Regions from separate parts of the Danio rerio genome. Here region 2 is linked to region 1. The links are chromatin contacts, called in public HiChIP or PLAC-seq maps. All regions are on one chromosome and are shown on one strand. Each heading gives the region's core, a stretch centred on a gene start, on an enhancer-like site or on the middle of the called end of the contact. The rest is flanking DNA. Distances are from core to core; before and after follow the strand shown. Region 1 holds the start of twist1a (twist family bHLH transcription factor 1a). Region 2 holds the start of polr1f (RNA polymerase I subunit F).

Region 1 (3,683 bases), core at 112-2,611:
ACAACAGTTCATAAAAAGTCTGTAAATACTGGTTTGTCTGAAGTGGAAAAGATTGTTTATAAATAACACCAGATTATTATGAAGCATTTTAGGTGCAAATTCGGTATTTGAAATTTTGAATATGTTTTTAAAAATCTGAATTACATTTAAAGCATAAAGTATGCTTAAATAGGTTTTAATTTAGTTCTACATTAGCAGACAAAAGTTTGGACACAACTACTCATTCTTTATTATGGCCAAACATTTAAAATCATTAAAACCTGAGAAACTTCAAAAGTTGAGGATTATGGAGCCACCAAAACACGTGAAAACATGAAAATTAATGTTGTGATATCAACCATTTTCATGAGATTTTCAAGAACGAGTTTGATGGGTAAATATAGATAAATCACATTGTATTTACGTGTTTAAAGTAAGTCGCAAACAATCTATATGGGCTGAATTTTAACAAACAAATTAAGCTGAACATTATTTAATTTGTTTCTTTAAATTAAGCCCATATAAATTGTTTTCAATCACTTACCTTAAAAAACAAATACAACGAATAATTATTTTCAGAGTATGTATAATTGTCTACAACGTGAATGTGAAACTGTTTCATAATCAATCTAACGTATTGTGTCCACACTTTTGACTGGTTATCCAAAACCCTTGATATTCAAGTGCAAGTTTTTGAGCCTTTAAAAAGTTTTGCATCGCATACCATGCTGCATCAAACGCGTGCATCCGTGCGTTAGTGGGATGTTGACATGGACCACGCGCCCTCCATTCTCCACACAGAAAACGCGTAGCTGAGTCTCTCGTGCGCCACATAACTGCAGCTGGACATCTTGGAGTCCAGCTCATCGCTCTGCAGGACCTGACAGAGGAAGTCAATGTACCGGGCCGCGAGTTTGAGCGTCTGTATTTTGCTGAGTTTGTCCGAGGGTAAGGTGGGGATGATTTTGCGCAGGGAGGCGAACGCCTCGTTCAGAGACTGAGTCCTCTGACGCTCGCGCACGTTCGCCATGACGCGCTGCGTCTGCAGGTCCTCCAGAGACTGCGGGCTGCTGCTGCTGTTGCTGCACTTCTTGCTCCTCTTCCCGGGCGTGGGACTGTCGGAATCCTCGGCGTTTTTGCGGCTGGCGCGTTTTTTCCTGCTGACGCGCTTCGGTTGTCGCCTGTCGAGCTCCTCCTCGCTGTTTCCCAGACTGTCCACCGGAGACTCTGGAGAGCTGGAGTCCTCGTGCATCGCCTCTTCCTCAAACATCACCTCTGGAAAAGCTCAGATTGCGGGTCGTGGCTTCCCTGAGTCCGACGGAATGGGGTCAGAGGCTCGGTCCCTCTCAGCGCGTCTCCTCCTGCGTCACGGAGGGCTTTCTCAAACTCGAAGGGGAGTTTACAGGATCTTATAGTCTGGAAGGAGCTAACTTTTTGGGCTGGCCTGCGATTGGACGAGAAGCTGAGTGATGTAAGAAGGGAGAGGCGGGAGGGGACCGCGATCCAAAGGGTTCCGTTATACCAAGAATCAAACGTCTGAGCCAATCAAAGCGCTTCATTTAAAATAAACACAACATAGGCACGCTGTTGATGTTAATATCATTGAAATGCATTAAAATAGAATTGAAAATCCTTTTTTTTGTGTCAAAGAAATAGCCAAATATATCTAAATGAGCATCCATCATCCATTCATGACATGTCAGAATAGTGATCCAACGAAAATACTGAGACTTGCGCTGACAAATTAATTGTAGACTGATTCATCATGACAAATGAACTGATGATCTGCTGATATTTTAGACTCAGATGCAGATGTACTGTTAATACAACTACATAATCTAACTGAAAAGAGTATTTTGCATTGGTTAAAACACAACAATCAAGTACTATTAACCATTTCAAAATATTCAGATGAAGTACAGTTGAATGAATGAGCTGATGATCTGATTTTTAGCATCACAGTTTTCTGCATTTTAAATTAAACAGAACAGAAATGAATGCATGCTGACAAACACTAAAATGCCATCAAGTCAAAGTAATGAGGCTGGTGATTGAGATCATAAAACACTGAAACATTTAGTCCTGAATATATTGGCTGTATAGCCAAATCCATCACAGTGATTAATCTGTAATCATTAAAAGGGCTTTTCAGTTGGCCAGATTTCAGTCTGCTTTCTGGAATGAGCCGAGAGACTTTATGATTTGCGACCTGGCAACCTTGGATCAAAACCCCTCCAAAAATGCTGAATGCACATAAAATGTCAAAATCAAAGCTTTTCTTTTAGTGGATTTACATTTACAGCATCAATCATGTCGTTAATGCATTAATGAAATGTTCTGCCAATTTACACCCTGGCAGCTCTGGAGAACTGTGTCATTATTCTCAGCCAGTGTGCCGAAATCCTCCTCAAGTCACAGTAAAAGAAGAGTGAATCTGGGTTGGCTAAGCAGACCTCATTGTTTATTTGAACATGCTCTGAAATGCATGTCTGTGTTAGTGTTATTGCAGAGTCAGGTTTCCTTCTGCACGGTTTTCATACGCAGCGGGTCGCCAAGCGCAGACGACGCACAAACTGTGTGGCCTCTTCAGTCCAACACAAACACACTCCCAAACTGGCCTTTTGCGTTCACATCCAGAGTCTGCATTATCTGCGCAAACCACACAAACGTAAGGCTCACCTCGGTTTCTGTAAAAGTTATATTATGCATTCAAATGTAACCACCAAAAGGCTACTATAATGCATGCCACAAGACCACAAATGCCAAAACAACGTTTTAAGATTCCGCAAGAGGGCGCACGGTTGAAACTTATGCATCACTTGTAAATCTGTGTGTGACTTGAAGATTCACCCTAAGTGCACCGACCAGTGATCCATTTAATACTTGGCACGTCATGATTTTGCCAAGTACGATACATCTATGTTGATCATGGAACATCATTTTTGTTGAAAAATATAACACATACCCCTAAACCCAACCATAACTAAATTATTCCCAAAATCAGAGGGGAATAATAATTGGATAACAATCATGTAGAAGTGTAAACTTAACATAAACTGCAAAGTATTCCTTAACTCTGATTGGCTGATTGAAATGTTGTTTTAGGATCTGCATAGATGTTCATCCAGGAACATGTCTTACTTAGTGAAATCAGCCTGGCGATAATACTTGATCAATAAATGATAGAAATGATCGAGTCTAAAAGTATTCAAATTCCTCCCTGCAGAGAATGAACGCACCTGTAACAGGGTCTAAATCTTGCCACACCTGACAGGTGACTTCAGAAATAAATGTTTTTTTTAAACCAGCCACGAAACTATGCGCATTCTATCCTTTAAAACAGGCAAGACAAATTTGGGAACGCATCTAATTCAAATACAATCGGCATGACAGTGTGTATAGTGTTGTATTCTGACTAGGTTAATTTAGCATTCAGAAAACTACAGAAAGTAAAACTTATTTTCAATCATTCATTTTTTTCGGCTTAGTCCCTTTTTAAATCAGGGGCCGCCACAGCGGAATGAACCACCAACTTTTCCAACATTTTACATAGCCGATGCCCTTCCAGCTGCAACCCACCACTGGGAAACATCCATACCCTCTCATTCACACGAATACGGACAATTTAGCTTATCCAACTCACTACGTTTTTGGGAAACCGGAGCACCCGGACGAAACCCACATGCACGAACATGCAAACTCTA
Region 2 (3,971 bases), core at 253-2,752, 72 kb after region 1:
CGAAAGACGCCTCGATGTTGAAGTGAATAAATCCCTGATCGTCATATATATTGCCATGCTGTCCCACGACTTTAATGTTGTCATACGCCACAGGAACACCATCCAGACTGCAAAACCAGAGAACAAATGGAGATTTCTTTACTCAGAATGATTATTATGGGTTTAGTTTAGCTTAAAAAGTGAATAATTTCACATTATTCATAATAATAGATGTTAACTGAAAGTTTATAGCAAAAAAACGGACAAATTCTCTCTCCGTTGACAGTCAATTCACCCCGATTTTAAAAGCCTAAATTAAAGCTGCACAGCCAGGCCCGGCTCAAGCTTTAGGGTGGGTCAAGTGACATTCCAGGTGGGCCAAAAACAAGTTTATACAGTTGAAGTCAGAATTATTAGCTCCCCTTGTTTATTTCTCCCATTTCCGTTTAACTGAGAGCAGATTTTATTTAACATATTTATAATCATAATAGTTTTAATAACTCATATCTAATAACTGATTTATTTGATCTTTGCCATGATGACAGTCAATAATATTAGACTAGATATTCTTCAAGACACTTCTATACAGCTTAAAGTGACATTTAAAGGCTTAACTAGGGTAATTAGATAACTAGGCAGAATCCTGAATCCCTTACATAAAGAGCACCGACACATTATTTAAGCTTCCCCTGTGAACACTTTTTGATTTTAGATTTTTATGCACAGCCTAATTAGTATTAAAATTAACTTTAATAAGATGCTTTCGTGCTTCTGACCATTTCATTGTGCGTCGTATTGTGCGTTTTCTTAACACCTTTGATGGGTTATTCCCACAAATTATGATGATATAGCAGTCAACGTAGATCAATTGAGAATATAGTGGCAAACATTTTGGAGCAATGGCAAATTCCGGACCTTTGTCAGTGGGGTGGGGGTGGGGGGTAGTTCTGTCGAACCACCCAAACGGCCCCTGGCTACGGGCCTGTCATAAGTCGTCAAAAATTAACTAATGTACCAATATAAACCCAAGTTTTACCTTAATGAAAAAAAGTATGAGAAAGAAGTATAAATAAATTATGACAGAGTTTAATTTTGGGGTGAACTGTCCCTTTAAATATGCTGTCCATGTATATACAAATCACTCTTATGACACCAGAACCGTGCATCAGCTCTTGGAGCCGCGCATGTAAACAAAGCGTTAACGTCATTAATAGAGATACTTTCTAGTAATGTGTTTATGCTGCACCTGTTAGAGTATTTCAGCAGCTCTGCGTTGAGTTGCTCCTGTATGCCGGTTTTCTTCTTCTTCAGGTGTACTGGCGGCAGGGAGATGTGTCTCCGGTGAGTGTCCAGAACCAGACATGAGTATCGGGCCTTCAGCAACTTCACAGCTTCCGCGAATGACGGAATGAGGCACGAAGTCACCGCGGGGCCGCCGGTGACACTCCCGCCGGAGACCTGCGACACTTCAGAAGGATTTGTGACGGGTGTCGGAGCTCCGTCCTCCTGAGTCCAGTTCGCCATGCTGTACACATGTGGAGGAGCACGTGGTGTGTTTGCTCGTGGGTTTGAACGCGGAGAGACGCGCGACTGCCAGCGGGGAGGAGGAGAACTACACACACTGCATAAATATAATAATAAATTTTTTTTAGTTGCTGTGACGCATTGCTTTCCCCACTCTATTATATCGTAATAAAGAGATCTAAATAAATAAAGCTAAAATTTGGCGTTGATCACATGCAACTTAATTTATTATAATTTTATAGGCAAACATATTGACATTTTTTATTTTTATTTGGAGGTTTATATTATGAAATTGTCTGTTATTGTTGTACAAATTCCATTATATACATTTTAGTCATGCTATTTATTTTTTAATCCTATTTAGTTATATTTTAAAATTATAATATGAAGCAATTAATAACTATTGTGGTTTTGAAATAGGTGAATAACAGGTATGCATGTATGTAGGTCGAATGAATGAAGGAATGCATAATAAGTTAAAAAAATAAGCTTGAATGATATGCAACTTGATGCAATATAATTTTAATGGCACAATACTGACATAATATTTATCATAAGTCAAACTATTTACAATGTAAAATTACAATGTAAAGTATTTAATAACTTATGTTTTGTTTTTTGTTTGTTTTTTATATTGTAAATATTATATATATATATATATATATATATATATATATATATATATATATATATATATATATATATATAAATAAATAACCAAATGTATGCTGTGTGAGGTGTTGATCAGTCATTTAGACACAAAATACATTTGACATCTTTATTTAATTTTCATATGAAGCCTCTATATAAAAATACTGTAAATCAATAAATATCTTTACAGGCATTTTACAGTGTGCATCTTATACGATCAGGATAAAAGCATTCAGTTTACCATACAATATCAGGATTACAATTTCAGATTGAACATTCCCTTTAGGTAGATACAGGGAGAGAGAGAGAAAGAGAGAGAGAGAGAGAGAGAGAGAGAGAGAGAGAGAGAGAGAGAGAGAGAGAGAAAGGGAAAGGTTGAACAAAGCTTTGTTTTTACATCGTGTCCAGAATCTCTTCATTTCAAACAGAATTTAAAAACAACATTTTCTATTCTAAAATTCAACTAAAAAGAAATAATTCAAGATTATTCACTAATTTCTAATATTTTATCCTTCCTTTTACCAAACATATAACATTGACTCTGCATCAACTGAACCAATTCACTTCCAAAGTGCAGTTTTTGCCGTACCAATCAAATAATTCAATAAACACCCTTTATATCTATCCACTACTTTGTATCTGATCCCACCCAGCACTGTAAAAATGCAGGGTTCCACACAATTCATTCATGCTGTCCCAACACAAATCTATTGAGTTTAACTTAATCGTTTTTACAAATTTAAGTGAATCGAACAATAAACATTGAACAATTGAGTTATCCCTAAAAAACATAAGATCTGTGTTGTTTCAACTCATTTTAACTCTTGTGTTCTGTTCAAATTGACTCCCCTTTCATTATGTTGGGGGCTGTTTTTGCCCCATTAATCTCCATTATAATGCAAAGGCATGACAGCTTATAATTATGCATTCCTTGATTGTTGGTGGTTTTCCTTGTTGGGAAGAGTTAAAATGTGTCATTTTTACTGTCGATCATCAGTTTGAAGCATTAACCCTTTAGATAGGCCTGCATAGACAAGTGTCTGGATTTTATATGTGGAGTAAAACAGCAGATTATAGTGTGTGTGTGTGTGCAGAAATTACTGTGTTTACTGTGTTCTGAAAGCTGAGCTGATTATTTAGATTTTCTCAGACATGTCAAGATGAATGCACAAAGGTCTCTCTTAAGCCTAGTTCACACTACAGGATTTTAAACATCATCAGATCGCTGTGCCGTTCACACTACATGACTTGACTTTGTGTCTTTTAATCTCTGTGGTGTTCACACTACTCAACACTCCGTGAACGATCCACAAGAGGGGGGTCACACACTACATGATCTGACAACATCTCATTCCCCATCAGCTCATTCAAGCTACCAAACCACAGCCAATGAAAATTTGAGGGAGGAGTCGTCAGAAAAAAGCTCAACACTATTGGCTGCTTTTGTGCTGATTACATCACTGACAGCGTTTCAAGCTTTGGAGAAAGCATTTAAAAACATCGTCAAATCAGCTGATTTATCAGCGGATTAATCACTCATCTGCAGGTTCCAGTGGATAGATACACAGAAAGTTTTTAATTTTTGTAATTTTATAACTCTTTGAAATAAAACTGACATATTTATAACACCCTGCCGTTTTCTAACTATCAGTGTATTTCTTTCTGACATTGTTATTTTTTTTATTACAAAACAGTAAAGAACTGAGCATTTCTGCCTGAAATTACCAAATTGGTCAAAATGACTGCATGCATGTCTGATACTTTTCACTGTGACTTTAAATATGTGTGCATTTTCTTGCCAAGTAACTTCCTGCTAA

The links. HiChIP or PLAC-seq counts read pairs in DNA pulled down with a chosen protein or histone mark.
Region 2: a contact with region 1 is called in an H3K4me3 HiChIP or PLAC-seq map of pancreas, with 6 times the contacts expected there. The contact joins the promoter of polr1f here to the promoter of twist1a in region 1. A contact is called at or near these places in 2 of 18 Hi-C or Micro-C datasets (fibroblasts and an unstated tissue) and 2 of 4 datasets of contacts at active chromatin or transcription factors (embryo and pancreas).

The regions. Positions count from the first base shown.
Region 1 is chr19:2,596,485-2,600,167 of GRCz12tu, forward strand. twist1a (twist family bHLH transcription factor 1a) reads right to left here and starts at 1,362. Exons shown (of 2, transcript NM_130984.2): 1 at 704-1,362. The coding sequence starts at 1,249. The coding sequence ends at 734.
Region 2 is chr19:2,668,518-2,672,488 of GRCz12tu, forward strand. polr1f (RNA polymerase I subunit F) reads right to left here and starts at 1,503. Exons shown (of 4, transcript NM_001007153.1): 1 at 1,226-1,503; 2 at 1-107. The coding sequence starts at 1,503. It overlaps tmem196 (transmembrane protein 196), which reads right to left. Exons shown (of 3, transcript XM_073931359.1): 3 at 2,268-3,971.